2 separate regions of the Gossypium hirsutum genome follow, and region 2 is linked to region 1. A link is a contact called in public Hi-C data. All regions are on one chromosome and are shown on one strand. Each heading gives the region's core, a stretch centred on a gene start, on an enhancer-like site or on the middle of the called end of the contact. The rest is flanking DNA. Distances are from core to core; before and after follow the strand shown.

Region 1 (3,151 bases), core at 151-2,650:
GTAAAGGTGATGCTCTTTTAAGGGCGATGACTATTGTCGTTATTAAACAAGCTATTAGTAACTACAACCACTGTCGCGCCGACCTGAGTTTGACCTCTACTGTGCCGGAACATCTGCTCTCCACCTGAGAGCCCTTTTGTGTCCACCTCGGTGTCAGCTTTCAGATAAGAATGAAAGGTCAAAGATACCGGCTGTTTGGAAATAGAGAAAAAATTTACGTTGATTACACTGGAAGTTCCCAGATTTTTTTCGTATGATTATGGTCTCAATCTTATATATGGTATATATAGGGCATCGTTTGGGGGTATCCAAAAAGCTTGAACACCTGATTGCATAACGACTATCACCTGTCCCCCCGGTTATATTAGAACCCATGACCGTATCACGGTCGGCGACTGGGACCTCCACCTAAACTTCGACCCCCTAATCGTATCAAGCATTATTACCTCAAAACTAGATTTCCCCACGATGGGTTTCTGAGGTGATGGTCTTATCCCGCCATGACATATGAAATGTATGTGTTCTGAGGCGTGTTATCACAGCCCCAACCCCTTAAATCTAGCTATGAACTTTCGCAGTTTTAAACCCTAAAGCCTTTCAAAAAACTATAAACCCTAAAATATACACCAAGCTCTAACACTAACCTTAAAAATATTATAAATGATTAGAGTTTTTAGGAGAGAGAAAGGAAAAGCGCGTTCAACTTAAAAACGGCCTATTTCGCTAAATAAAAAAAATAGCCTAAAGACCTAATTAAAAAAAAAAGGGACTCTTAAGCCTAATTTAGTCGACTTTGAAAGCTTAATATTTTTTTATCTCTGAAAGAAAGAGAGAAAAGATCAAGCTTTACAATTACGTGTGATTTGCAAATGTTGTTGGGAACAATTTTTAATGATAAATTTGGGTTTTGATTGAATAACTAGCAGAATTAAAACCAAAAAAATTGATTTTTAACTCTCCCTATTTTTATTTTAAAAAAATTAATTTATTTTACTTTTAAATTTCAAAATTTAAGTCCTTTTGTTAATATTAAATTAAAAACCAATTTCACAATTTAGAATTTATATTTTTTAAACAGTTTTTTTCCTAAGCATAGAACCCACAAACCATCTTAATTTTAAGTAATATCACTTTAAGTTTTAAGTTTATTAAGCAATATGAGAATAAATTATTATAAGAATTGAGCTAAATAATTTAATTTAACTTTTAATTAAAATAAACTAAATAGCATTTTCAGAGTGGAACGTAACCAAAGTGGGCAACAAAATTAAATTCAAATGATTTGGTGATGGCAATTCAAAAGTAAAATTAGATCCATTGAAACATGTAATTTAAAGTCAAAGGATTCTTATCATTAAAATTCTAAAAAAGTCCATGCATTTAGATTAATTCTTAGGCCCATTTTGTCAAAAATTTAAGCCAGGCTTGGCCTACATGGATAGAACAAAGCAAGCCTAAAAGAGTCCAATTATTTATCCCACAGGGGTTATATTCCAACGGTGATGATTGCGGGTTTAGCAATGGCAAGACCAACCAGTAGCGGCGGCGGCAGCAGCAGCAGCGAAGAAGACGGGGACGCCGAGTGGAAAGCTGCCATTCAATCTATAGCCGCAACCACTACCGCCACTTTCACTGCTAACGGTTCCAACAGCTCCACTGTAACAACACAAACAACAAGAAACAACCTCGTTTCAAATTCAACCCCAGATACAGATGATTATGTTGATAAAGCTGATGAAATAGATCAGAGAAAGCACCCCCAGAAGCTTAAAAACTACCAACTCAAGGTTCCCAACCTTTTTCCATGTTTCTATCTTTGTTGTTTTAGCATTAGCTTATCTGGGTAATTTTGCAAATAATTGGATTAATATCTACTTCAAAAAAATATGAACTCTTAGATTCCATGTCGAGTGTTGAATCATGTTTATTGGATTGATAGTTTCCATAAGACTCATTTTTTTTCACCATAATTTGGCATCAAATTTGAGTGCACTGCCGGAAAGTCTAATTTTCTTCGAAGGAACTTTAATGGAGGTATTTCAGATCAGTTCTACAACTTAAAAGGACTCAGTTTTAGTAATTTTCAATTCATAATGTTTAAATCATATATATCAAGTGCTATTTTGTTTTGTTTGCTAACTCACAAAGTCATAAGCAGGCACAAAAGCTTTTGGATAACATGTTAGAGAAGCACTTAGTGATAGTGAAGGATGCCTGTAATGTCTCAGATGCTGATAGCGTGGTAAATGAAAGTGGAGTTCGTTTATTTAAAAATTCTACTCCTGGGATAGTATTTGACCACGTAGGTGAGTACCTCTTTGCCTCATTTTCATCTCTTGCTGCAATTGGAGAAATGTTTTTACAGTCTGCATTGTTCAACCTTTTCTTTCCTTGTTTCTTTTGCTACTACATTAGTCTCAAATGATTGGTTCTAGATTCAGAGTTTAGTGAATGGGAAAAAAGGGCAGCCTATTTAGGTTACTAATGAAACTTTTCAAAGGGATTCTACCTATTGCTTTTGAATAAATTTGAACTGTTATTACAGGATACTGGATTGGTGTTGATATTGCAATGTGTTTGTGCATTTGCTCTTATCTTCTGAGCTAGCTCTCGGAAGGGTTATCTACGTTATGGTATTTGAGGTTTGAGAGTTATTTGTTTGCTGTCAGATGAAATTCAAGGACCCCGAAAGAAACCAAAACTTCTTCCCAGAAGAGGGATTGATGAGAACTCGAAAGAGGTCCGCTTGTTGTCTGGATCTCTTTTGTTTCTGTTAACTCTTTTCTCCCCCTTTTTACTTTGTATTATTCCTCTTAATTTATATTTGGCTACATGGTGGTATGCAGTTCAGACGACAACTACGGTCCATAGCTGTTGATGGAAAAGATATATTGGCTGCAGCAAGAGATGCAAGCCAGAGATCGTTAGCTAGATTAGAAGCTAAAGAAGCAACAGCCAAAGAAAGAGCCAAGAGAGAGGAAGCCAGGATCACGGAACTGAAAAGGATTAGGGGAGAGAGGTGGCTACCTTCAATGGCTAGACAGATGCAGGTAAAGTCTCAAGTTTGAAAATCACGATCTTATGCACATTTTCAGTCATCTAATCTCTTGTTGCCATTATCTTTTTCTTGCTCAGTTAAGCAAAAGATCTG
Region 2 (3,053 bases), core at 488-2,987, 140 kb before region 1:
GTTAAAGCAATTTAGAAGGGAGTTACTGGAAATAACAAGTCTGAAAATAAAGAAGAAGCTTCTTAGTTCTTACACAATTGCAGAAACTGAACGGCAATATCGTTCCCACATACTGCGAAACCTAGGCTGACCTCCAAGATCCCATAACTTTATTGTAACGTTTCCTTTAGTCACTTTCCTCATGTTGAATCCAACCTGAATGTAAGCCAGTAGGCCTTAATTACCTTACTTCTATGACAGAAAAAAAAAAAGCCTTGGAAAGTAATATCATACCAATTCACAAATTTAAAAAGAAGAAAAAAAAGTGAAGATGCAAATACAGATCCTCTTAGACAAGATGACTCACCGTTGGGATCATATCTTCACTATATCCACCAGTCTGAGAAAAAACCAACAAGCCAACTTAAGGTCAAGCCACAGAATAAAGCAAAACAATACTACATTGCTAGCAATGGACCCTTAGTACTGCGGTGACATTTACATTGAGTTTCTTAATTTACTTACTGCAACAACATTTACTAGTGAGGTTTTTCCAGCATTCTGAAGTCCTATCAAAGATAGCTCCATTTCCTGCTTGAAAAACAGGCTGCAAAACAACAAGTAAGCCCTCATACCATGAAGGTTGAACTACAGAGGTCAACTTAAATAACAATCTAGAAGGATAAAGCTCACAAATTAGCAATTTAGCATTCATTTAAAGAATTCTCCAAACATGTAAATCAATAAAAGTCACAGAAAACTAACTGAAAAGTATGTGAATTCCATAAAAACAAAACTAATTTTCCACCAAGCACATGAAACCCAAAAAGCATTCATAACTTAAATTAGATCTCAAGTAAGTGTGGAGCAGAAGAGAATTGAACCATCCACACAGCTCTTCCTTGTCTTTGAAAATTTTCCTTTTTACACAGATTTCCTTATCTGCAGAGGCGATGGTATGGTAATCTACCCCCATTCTAATATAGAAATTAAAAAATAAATTAAACCATTGACTCATTAAAATTACATTAAATATGTAGTGAACCATTATTGTTTTTTCTAAGAAGAAAAACAATCAATCGTCTATTATTCATTTGGTTCATGAACCACACATCAATTTACTAATTTCGATATAACATTCTTAACAATAGAAGTAATTTTACTGTATTCTCAAACAAAAGATGAAAATTTTACTTCTTTTTAGCTTAAAAAGATGAAACCCAACTTTATATAAATCATAATTCTCTATCCAATCCAATACATCACCTAAAATTTAAAAAAGGAAAAGAAAAAAAAACAAAACAAAACAGCAGAAATTAATAAAAGAGTGGCATTGCAACAAACCAAAAAAAAACCTACCTTCGAAGCCAATTGAGAAAAGCTTCCAATAAACCCATTAGAAGAGATCACAAAAAAAAAAGCCTTCTTTAGTAAATTTTCGAAGAGAAAAACAGGAAGAGAGAGCCAGAGATCTCACAAAGCCCCTGGCTTTTCCTTCCCTCCCTTCTGGCCTGCTGATTTTTATTTTTATTTTAAATTTATTTTCACTGAATTCCTTACTTCGAATTATTTCCTTTCCATAATAAATAAACAGCCAAATTGGACTCTCCAGATTACGGTGGGATTAGGGGTAGTTGAAAGAAAAAGAAATTATTCATTTTTGAGGAAAATATCAGCCGTTGATAGTGAGTGATTGGGAAATTTATGGACGGTTTAGATTCTATTGGATCTTTTACCTCTAATTTAAGTCAAACAGGCAAAAACAATATTTTCTCTATTTGGTAGAAAAAGATTCCGTAGAACACTGTGAGAGTAGTTCGGAGGAAGAAATAGATTGAACAATCAACGGTCTCAATTTTGGCGAGTGGCGTTCACGAACGAATTTCATTGGTGCATCGTGCAGACGTTTTGAGGAGGTGATTGGAGAGTGGCATTCACCTCTAATTGAAGATGATCTAATAGAAGTTGTACAGGAGAATTAAGGTGACAGAGTTGTACTATTTTATTTCAACTAACTTTTAATGTAACTTGTAGCTATATTTTCTTTAAATTATATTTATGCGTTTAATTATTCTAATTTAATTAATTATACTAAAATTGTTATCACACATGTGTACGTACTTAAAATACATATAAAAAATTAACATAATTAATTTTAATATATTAATTAAATAATAGTTGAAATTCTATTCAAGTAATACTTCTATTTTACATCAATAAAATTAATATATAAAATTTCTTTTAACTAACAATTTATATTATAATTATAATTATCACAATTTTTTCCTATACTTCATAATTAGAGTTCTATTTAAGTACTAACTCTATTTTAAAATTAGCACAATATTTTTTAACTAATAATTGCAAATTAAATTATAATTTCTTTTAAATGTATAACAATTATCACAATTTCTATTTTACTTCAATTTTTTATCTTAAAATGTGAATTTAATAGTATGATGAAAAATAAAGTGTATTTTCATCCGTTCAAAAGTTTTTCAAACTCATATTTTTATATATATTATAAATAAATAAATATGTTAGTATAGATATATAATCGACGGAGGTAATAAAGCATACATAACACAATTAAAATTTAAATATTATATTACAATAAAGTTTGGATTTAGTAGTAAAGTTAATGTTTTATTAATGTAAATAATACCGTTTCAAATCTAAACACATGGGATTTTTTTATTGATTTTTTTAAAAAGTAAAAGACTAAAATACCTTTGAATGATATAACTTATTTTAATTATTAAAAGCCATTTTCATAATTTTTTTGATCGAGTTGGTGTCTAGTTAATTTATAACATTAACTGGGGCTTAAATAGAAGTATAGATATTAAAACTCTATTTAATTAATGTGAGTAATTATTATTTTAAAATATATGATTAATTATTTTAATATAAAGTGTAATATAATATTTTATTAAAATTTATCTATTCTAATGTTTTTCTAGTTTTAATATAATAAAAAATTTATCTTCAATTAATAAATAATTTAAAATAATAAGATATTATTTATCCATAAATGTGAATATAATTTAAGATTTAATATAAAGTGTAATTCA

The links. A called contact is a pair of places that touch in the nucleus more often than the background predicts.
Region 2: a Hi-C map of leaf shows a contact between it and region 1, with 2.6 times the contacts expected there. The contact joins the promoter of LOC107913292 here to the promoter of LOC107911113 in region 1. A contact is called at or near these places in 3 of 34 Hi-C or Micro-C datasets (leaf and petal).

The regions. Positions count from the first base shown.
Region 1 is chrD11:28,444,607-28,447,757 of Gossypium_hirsutum_v2.1, reverse strand. It overlaps LOC107911113, which reads left to right and starts at 1,400. Exons shown (of 5, transcript XM_041104002.1): 1 at 1,400-1,787; 2 at 2,159-2,306; 3 at 2,670-2,740; 4 at 2,847-3,050; 5 at 3,136-3,151. The coding sequence starts at 1,503.
Region 2 is chrD11:28,585,563-28,588,615 of Gossypium_hirsutum_v2.1, reverse strand. LOC107913292 (ADP-ribosylation factor-like protein 8a) reads right to left here and starts at 1,737. Exons shown (of 6, transcript XM_016841837.2): 1 at 1,339-1,737; 2 at 505-586; 3 at 347-379; 4 at 74-195. The coding sequence starts at 1,376.